Linked DNA regions of Mus musculus: all the other regions are linked to region 1. Evidence: chromatin contacts called from public HiChIP or PLAC-seq data. All regions are on one chromosome and are shown on one strand. Each heading gives the region's core, a stretch centred on a gene start, on an enhancer-like site or on the middle of the called end of the contact. The rest is flanking DNA. Distances are from core to core; before and after follow the strand shown.

Region 1 (2,700 bases), core at 199-2,698:
TTCTGTTTGTTTGCTTTATTGTATTTCTATAGCTTTGATAGAGTGGGCCACCTTAAAAAGAAATACAAAATCAACAAATTTTAGAGCTACTGAAGGCTATGTTGTTTAAGTAGAAGCTTGGTTCTGGTACCCATGCTGGAAACACTCACAGGAGAGATTGTGTATCAAGCTAAGAGACTTGCCTGATTATTGTTCCGTCCGTTCTCCACTTAACTTTTCCTATCTGCCACACCTTCTCTTAGTAATAACAACTCCATGAATAGCTGACATACATATTGAAGGCAGGGACAAAACAAGCTTGCTGGCTGCAGCATGGGTCCTGGATCTAACCTGTAGCCGGTAGCTGCTAGAGTGTAAAGTCTTTGTAAATGCTTGTTAGAACTGACCCATCATCAGAAGCTTGTTCATGTTCTCATGCTGCGGGTTGGTTCTTCAAGAGGATGGTTCACAGGGGCCCCTGTTGGTTCCTGAATCAGGCTTCTCGTGGGTATGGACTACAAATGATTCCTGTCAGAAATCTTAGTCGATTTCTTATGCTTTAATTAGCACAGTTGCTATTTCTGAACCAATGGTAGCCAAAACATCTTCAGCATTTATAGTCCTCCCCTATTTAGCAAGTGTGCCTGGTCCCAATGCCAATATCTGAATTTCTCCATTTCTATCCTGACCCTGACACACCCTAACCCTAACCCTAGCCCTAACCCTAGCCCTAGCCCTAGCCCTAGCCCTAGCCCTAGCCCTAACCCTAACCCTAACCCTAACCTAACCCTAACCCTAACCCTAACCATAACCATAACCATAACCATAACCATAACCATAACCATAGTGCACCCAATCACCTTATTTTTTAAATTTTTTCTTCTTTACTTTCTCTGTTCCTGTAAACAAACTGAAATACTTTCTTGTTTTCCTTAGAAAACCTTGAATTCCTAAGAAAACAACATTGCTACCCTTCTAGACAAGCCCAGAGATGACCACATGATAGGACTGACGGTCAGTCCACAGGCAAGCTGCTTCGACAAAGCTGTGTCACAATTTCATTCTTGGGATCACAGTTCTCTGAATCCTAACATGATTTCAGACAGCTGACATGACACTGCCTACATAGAACTGAAACTCAGCCTTTTCACCCACAAGTCTTTGCTAGCAATGGCTTAGATCATTGCAAGTTTCTAATGTGTCTCCTTGCTACCATACCCTACCCAACAGTGACTCATCTACATATCTGCAAGAGCAATCTTTAAAGCAAATTTATATAATGTGGGTAGGGTATGGTGGTTCATGTCTGGAATCCCAGCACTCAGGAAATGGCCCTGGGGCAGAAGTGTTTCCTATAAGAAATCAAACCTCCTTTTTTTTTTTTTTTTTTCATTTGACAGGTTTGGAGAAGACCAAACTACACAACACACCTTTGTTTCAGATAGGAAAAAGGAACTTATATATAATGTCAAATGACACTATGAAGAAATTTAAACAACAGCTCATAGGCTATAGAAATTATTTGTATGCTGGGCAGAGTGGCTGCATGCCTTTAATCCCAGGATCCAGAAACAGTGGCAGGCAGAGCTCTGAGAGTTCAAGGCCAGCCTGGTCTTTTTAATGAGTTTGAAGACAGCCAAATCTACATAGATTAAACCCTATTTTTTATTAAGTTTTAAAAATAATATATCTGATATATATCTTTAATTTTATATAGTTAAGGTATATATAAAAACTTTAAATATACAAAGAACTTTTGTAACTCAAGAACAAAAGACATTTTTTTTTTTCAAATTTTTTTGTCAGGCAAATGACTGTGGAAATTTTTTTAGAAGAGGTGCACTGGTAGCTCCTGAGCGTAGGAAATGATGGCATGGTTAGTCACTGGAGCAACGCAAGGGTTCCTTATAGTGCTGTGATAATCATCAGGACCAAAAGCAACTCGGAGAAGGAAAAGATTCACTTGACTTGCGGCTTACAGTTAATCACAGAAGGAAGCCGCGGCAGATAAAGACAGGAACTGAAGCAGAGACCATGGGGGACACACAGCTTACTGGCTCGTCGCTGTCAGCTTGCTCAGCTTATACAGACCAGGTCTAGCTGCCTAGGGATGGCACTGCCCACAGTAGGCTGGACCTTCCAATGACAATCCTTCATCAAGAAAGTTCTCCACGGACATGCCCACAGGCCAGTCTAATGGAGGCAGCTCCTCAGGTGAGATTCCTTTCTTCCTGGTGACTCCAGCTGGAATCAAATGGATTCAAACTAACTCTGACAGTAGGCTCGAAGGACGACAACGTGCTCTTTCAAACCCACTGGAATGGCTACATGTCACAGACAAGAATGTGTCAGGATGTTGGGGTTTTTATCTGTTGTTGCGGGGGGCAGGGGGGGACCTCGGGGCGGTGTATAGAAAGATGCAGCCATTTTGGAAAAGAGACCAACAGTTGCTCAAAAAGTTAAACATACAGTTACCATGTGTAATCTGTTGATTACCTCTAGTTACAAAGAGAAACAAAGATCATATCAGCATGTTCGTGGTCACATTCACAATAGTCAAGGAGTGAAACAGCTCAAATTCTCATAAGCTGGTCAATGGAGAAATAAAATTGAATATATGAATAATGCAATGGAATATTACTCTGCCCTAAAAGAGAAAAACATATTACTACATGCTCTGACATAGATCCTCCATGGGTAAGAGCACTAGCTGCTCTTCCA
Region 2 (2,700 bases), core at 137-2,636, 300 kb before region 1:
TTTTTAGTCTTTGCTACTTCTAACCTAAAGAGGTTATTTAAGGAAAGAACCCTTGAGAGACCATCTTGTACTCCTAACCTCGTAATTCTGCCTCAAAAAAACAAACTAGGAACCTTCAAGAGATGGCACCAGGTGTTCACCAGAAGCACAACCATGAAGTCTCACTTCTATGGCAATTTTAGATCGCTATGGAGAGCCATGGCTGCCAACGGTTGTGTCAATGGTTATGGCGAAGGGGGAACCCAGCATGTGGAGGACAGAAAATTACAGAACATACTTAATGCTGAAGCTCAAGTTTTAATCTAAGCAGTAACGTGATGACCAACCACTAAGCTACACATCACTAGAGACAATCCTTCTGGGATGCCTCAGGAAACGAACTTTTACTAAGTTTATCATTCTGCTAACTCACATTTACTATGAGGTCAAGTTCATGTGGTAGCATGAAGCATGCCAGGGCATGTAAATATACCTCTAATCTCACACAACGGAGTATGTCTTTCTAGCTAAGGATGGCTGGCCTTATCCACAAAACCCATACCAGCCCACTTTCCAGACTTCTGGTCTCTAATTATTCTAAGATATAATCAGCCAATGTATCAAACACTGTCTAGCCGTGAGTTAGCTCCTCTTATTATTTTGATCAAAACCTACATTTAAGCCTCCGGGCTTATTTTTTTAGAACCTGTTTACAGATTAAGAAGCTGAGGTTATTTCCCTACTTCCAAGGGTATGAAGAACGAATTCTTTGCTCCTCAATTACCACACACACTCCAGAGAAAGATCAGGAATTCAACAGTAAATATCACACTACTTTGATGGTCCTTCCCTGAATTTTGTTTTCAGAGCACACATACACTTTTAGATGTTAAGCGATGGTGGCAGCATAAAAACAGCCAGCCGACCAGCCCAACGCTCACCAATCTAATGAGCACTGAAACAGCACTCAGCCAAAGTTGTTGGGCTAATGTTTTGCGATGAGCAAGTTCCTATCTCGTCTGCAGTCATAAAGAAGAAATTGTTTCACATTTTACACACTTGAGAGGCATAGGAAAAAGATCCAATGATATTGATTTATGGAGAAATATTTTTTTATTATTTCAAAAATTATATGGTTTATTCCTTATTAAATTCCCTCCCATTTCTGAATCTTGGGCTATGGAGCCTGGGGAAATATTAACTTCCATAAGTATTACTCAAATGTATTCTAGAAAGTTCCACAAATAATTCTTACTGAAAATGCCCTTGAGGACTGAGAAAGCCAATGGGACTGTTACAAATGAATTACAAAAACCTCGTGAGTTATTAATCAAAATGATAGCATTCCAAGGCTATGACACTAGAGCTGCCCCTGGAGGTCTTAGTCAGAACATACATAAAATATTCTTGGCTTGAGACAGCTATTTATACAGGAACAATTCCAGAGGACTCCTACTGGGCCTCACTTGGCTGCTACCCCATAGCTACCTCCAGGAAGCAGGGGTGGCCAGAGTGTCAGGGAAGCTCCAGATGAGTCGGGCTGATGTGGCTTCAAGAAGGATTTTCAAGGCCAGTATTAGACTTAGGGTCCTTTTATATGAAATGGAATAAGAAGGGTTGAACTTTCTACTCAGTGACTTGGTGATAATTTTATTTAGTGTCTCATGACTAACTCAATGAGAACCCCCACCCTCACCCCCAATCATTCAGCTCAGGTCATCTAGCTGGACAGCAAGTACCTTTATGATCCGTCTCCCTGAAACTCAGAAAGATATCATGGTCACAGGAAAGTCTCAGTAGATGCACACAAGGGAAAGGCCTCTGTGTTCTTTACCGAATTAGGTGGCTGGCCTTGATCAGCATCTTTGTGGGTTAGAACTCCAACTGTCAGTTTGTTGGGGTAGGGAGGGGGGTGGCTTCCTTTAAAATTAGTCATGGGGTTTGCTCTATCCTTGGTTCAAATCTGTTTTAACTTGGGCTATGTATTTGAGAGGGAGAACTCTGGATCGCACCTGCTAGTTGAATTTGATACAATGTAGCATGGATTTCTACCCAGCTTTACAGTAAGTTCTGACAGACTCCTAGGGTTGTACCAGGCCCTTTACAACAGCCCTTGTGCATATCCCAGGACTCTCTAGCTTGTAAAGGTTGTTGTTGTTATTGTTGATGTTGTTGTTTTAATTACTACTATTACTAACCTATTTTATTAAATTATATGTATCACGTATTTGTGTATGTGCATGCAAGTCTGTGGGGTGCCCAGAGGACAAATTGCAAGCTTCCTTCTTTCCCGCTACTATAGTGGTTCTGGGGCTTGAAGTCAGGCTATCAGGCTTTGCCAGGGCTGACTTAGCCCACTGAGCCACCCTGCTAACCTATAATATTTTTAATTCTTATAAAAAAAAACTGACTATATGCATTGACATTGCCACAGGCTCCTTTTTCTGTCATTTAGAATTGGCAGTTTGCTGAGCCTCAGAGAGCCGGAGCCCTCCCCACTCTGAAGCAAAGTGACTGTCTTAGGAGATACCAGACGGCACTGACATTCTTCCCGGCAGCTTGTGGGCAGTCAAGCAACCCTTAGAAAGCTGTGTGAAACCACACCACAATTTGCTCTTGAATGTACCCTGGCATGGTCAGAAGAGCACCCTCACCTCAGCCAAGTCAGCCAGAGCACTGCACCAGGATGCAGGCAGAAGGAAGGGAAGCTGGAATCACCGG
Region 3 (2,700 bases), core at 193-2,692, 510 kb after region 1:
GGGAGGGGAGAGGGGCACAGAGTCTCGGCACTAGGGAGAGAGGTGTTGACCTCTGACAGTTGCAGGGAGAGAAAGACTCTGTTGATTTTTAAGGCTGTGGCCCCCCACAGGTCAACCCCACTCTAGGCAGGCCACTACCAAGGGACTACACAAACTAGACTCAACAGTTAAAAAGTAGAGGAGGGGAGGTGCATCTAGGAGGAGGGGGTGAATATGACCAAAATATATTGTACAAAATTCTCAAAGAATTAATAAAAATATTTAAAAACTCCAAAAATAAAATAATTCCCAGGATGGATGGGGTAAATTTTATATCACAGCAGAACATATGCTAATATCTTACAAACTAACTTTCATGAGAGATGATACAAGATTTCCAGACCTTGGCATGGATCTGAGATTAAAGACAGAGGCAGATTGGAGCCCCTATGTGCAAGCCCAGTGGAGGGAGGCAGAGACAGGAGAATCCTGGAACCACAACGACCAATCTGGAGAGTTTGTCACACAAATTACTCAGTGAAATTTATCAATAACACAGACAAAGTAATTAAGAACATGAGGACCCCAGTAGGCCAATGAGAAAAATCATTAACAGACAACTCACTGAAGAAAGCTATAGTTAATAACTATGTTAAAAAGATATGAGACGGCTCAACCAAATACAGGTACATGAAATAAATCCTTTTAGGTTGACAAAGGTATGAAAGGGAATTCATAATGAAACTGTTTCTGAAAATAAATTTGACAAAGTTTATCAAGAATCTGAACTTTCTGGAGCCGTTGACCCCGATAAAGCCAGGAATATACCTTAAAGAATTTCAGAAATGCAAAAGACAAAAATTGTAATAACAAAATAAATGCCAAAGTATGGGCAGGTCTCTCATTAGAGAAGCTTAAATGTGGTTAGCATTTACAGAATATAATACAGCCTTATGATTAAGTTTACAAAGAGCTTTGTCAAAATAACCTATGAACATTAAAAATAAAATAAAAGCAAGTGACTTAAAGCTATTGTGGGAGGAGGCTTAAGGTGCTGCAAGCTCGCTTAGACCTGAAACAGCTTAGGAACAGGGAAGTTGGAGAGGGACGGCATAGGAAGTGGAGAGAATCAGCCAAAACGTTGCCAGTAACTGTCACGGAGTCACGGCTGTGGCCACAGCTGAGTTTGAAGATCACTGTGTGCAACATCCTGTCGCGGTACCAGGAGATAAACGCGGGGCCTGTGTGAGGGTTGGCGGTCTGCTTCCGTGGAGACCCACTTGACAGAAGTCTGAGTTTCCCCCTCAGCATCTCTCCGCAGCCTAAGAATAGCAGAAGCCGAGAAAAATGAGTGTTGGATAAACTCAAGTTTGGAACTGGGCAGAAGGAGGTGGGAGGGAGTCAGGGTAAGGAAGGCAGCTGGAGTGCCTGCTTGAGCAATGAGTCACTCAACGGAAAGCCACCAAACATGTGTACTGGGTGCCAGGCACTGGCTCCTCTGCACCTGGGGCGGGGCGTGGGGGGCGGGGGGCGGTATCAGGGACTCAAAAACACTTGGGGGAAAGGACGGGGTGGGGGTGGGGGGAAGGCTGAGAGCAAGACACGAACTACATAATAAGCTGAATATGATTGTGTGATTGGAAACGAAGGAAATGGCAGAGCTTGGAAGCCCCAAACTGCAAATATTTATTTTAAATTTGCTCCCCTTTCTTCCTTAACTATTTTTGCATTATTTGAATTATATCTGATCACATGCGTACAGAGGCACAGACTCCCTGCTTTGAGTTCTGAACAAGCTCTGGGTGGGCATAGCAAAAAAAGACAGATTTTATAAGCGGGAATTGCTTGATGAACTATTTATAAAGATAACTGCTTGGCACGTGTGCACAAGGCTGCCTTCTTTAGAGGGTTAAGGGCGTATCTGAGAGATCGGGCACTGATTTAGCACACATTAAAAACCTTGGATTTGCTCACCATAACTGGCACCCCTCAAATTAACAACATAAGTCAGTGTAGACTTGTGCAAATATGGCGATTTGCAACTTACTCGGAGAATATCAGCCAACCAAAATGAAATGCACTGGGGTGGGGGGAGGGGAGCAGGGCGGTGGGGAGACAGAGGGTGAGCATCAGGTCACTCGGGACTGCTAAGTCTTTTCTGTATTTGTTTCTACCTTGTTTACTTTTGAAATGGCCAAGGACAGCTGGACACCCTAGCTCATGCCAGGAGTCCCAGTGTGAAGGCTGAGAGAGGAGGATTTTGAGTTCAAGGATAGCTGGCCTAAGGAAACAACAAAATTTAAAAAGCAAACAAAAGGCCAAAGAGTTTGTGACTTGATTCATTCACCAAAGCTGGTCTAAGTATAGTCCGGGTAGAAAGGGAGGCATTACAGGGGGCAAAGGTACCTAAAGGTTACTTACTACCCCCAGGATACAATAAGAAGGCATGAAGGTACACTCTACATAGCTCATACCAAAGAAATAAAAGAAAGCTTAAGAAATCCAGGACACAGAGAAACACTGTCTCGAAAAACCAAAAACCAAACCAAACCAAACCAAACCAAACCAAACCAAACCAAACCAACAACAAAAACAACAAAAAAACATCAACAACTAAAAAGCAAAACAGCAACACCGAGGTAAGAGGCTGGCGAGATGGTGCAGCAGTTAAGAGCACTGGCTGCTCTTACAGAGAAGCCGGCTTATTTCCCAGCATCCACT

Evidence for each region. HiChIP or PLAC-seq counts read pairs in DNA pulled down with a chosen protein or histone mark.
Region 2: a FOXA1 HiChIP or PLAC-seq map of pancreatic cancer cells shows a contact between it and region 1. The contact joins two enhancer-like sites. A contact is called at or near these places in 1 of 484 Hi-C or Micro-C datasets (liver) and 1 of 115 datasets of contacts at active chromatin or transcription factors (pancreatic cancer cells).
Region 3: a contact with region 1 is called in a FOXA1 HiChIP or PLAC-seq map of pancreatic cancer cells. The contact joins two enhancer-like sites. A contact is called at or near these places in 2 of 115 datasets of contacts at active chromatin or transcription factors (large pre-B cells and pancreatic cancer cells).

The regions. Positions count from the first base shown.
Region 1 is chr3:69,180,944-69,183,643 of GRCm38.p6, reverse strand. No RefSeq gene overlaps it. Among named protein-coding and RNA genes, the nearest start is that of Arl14, 40 kb to the left of the region's middle. Within about 2 kb of position 1,448, at least 25 of the 459 cell types and tissues checked have an H3K27ac peak or open chromatin away from gene starts, as enhancers often do. A contact at or near this core is called in pancreatic cancer cells, where this site is marked.
Region 2 is chr3:69,484,672-69,487,371 of GRCm38.p6, reverse strand. The region is part of intron 1 of Ppm1l (protein phosphatase 1 (formerly 2C)-like); the gene reads right to left. Among named protein-coding and RNA genes, the nearest start is that of Gm52607, 24 kb to the right of the region's middle. Within about 2 kb of position 1,386, at least 35 of the 459 cell types and tissues checked have an H3K27ac peak or open chromatin away from gene starts, as enhancers often do. A contact at or near this core is called in pancreatic cancer cells, where this site is marked.
Region 3 is chr3:68,675,678-68,678,377 of GRCm38.p6, reverse strand. No RefSeq gene overlaps it. Among named protein-coding and RNA genes, the nearest start is that of Il12a, 14 kb to the left of the region's middle. Within about 2 kb of position 1,442, at least 223 of the 459 cell types and tissues checked have an H3K27ac peak or open chromatin away from gene starts, as enhancers often do. A contact at or near this core is called in pancreatic cancer cells, where this site is marked.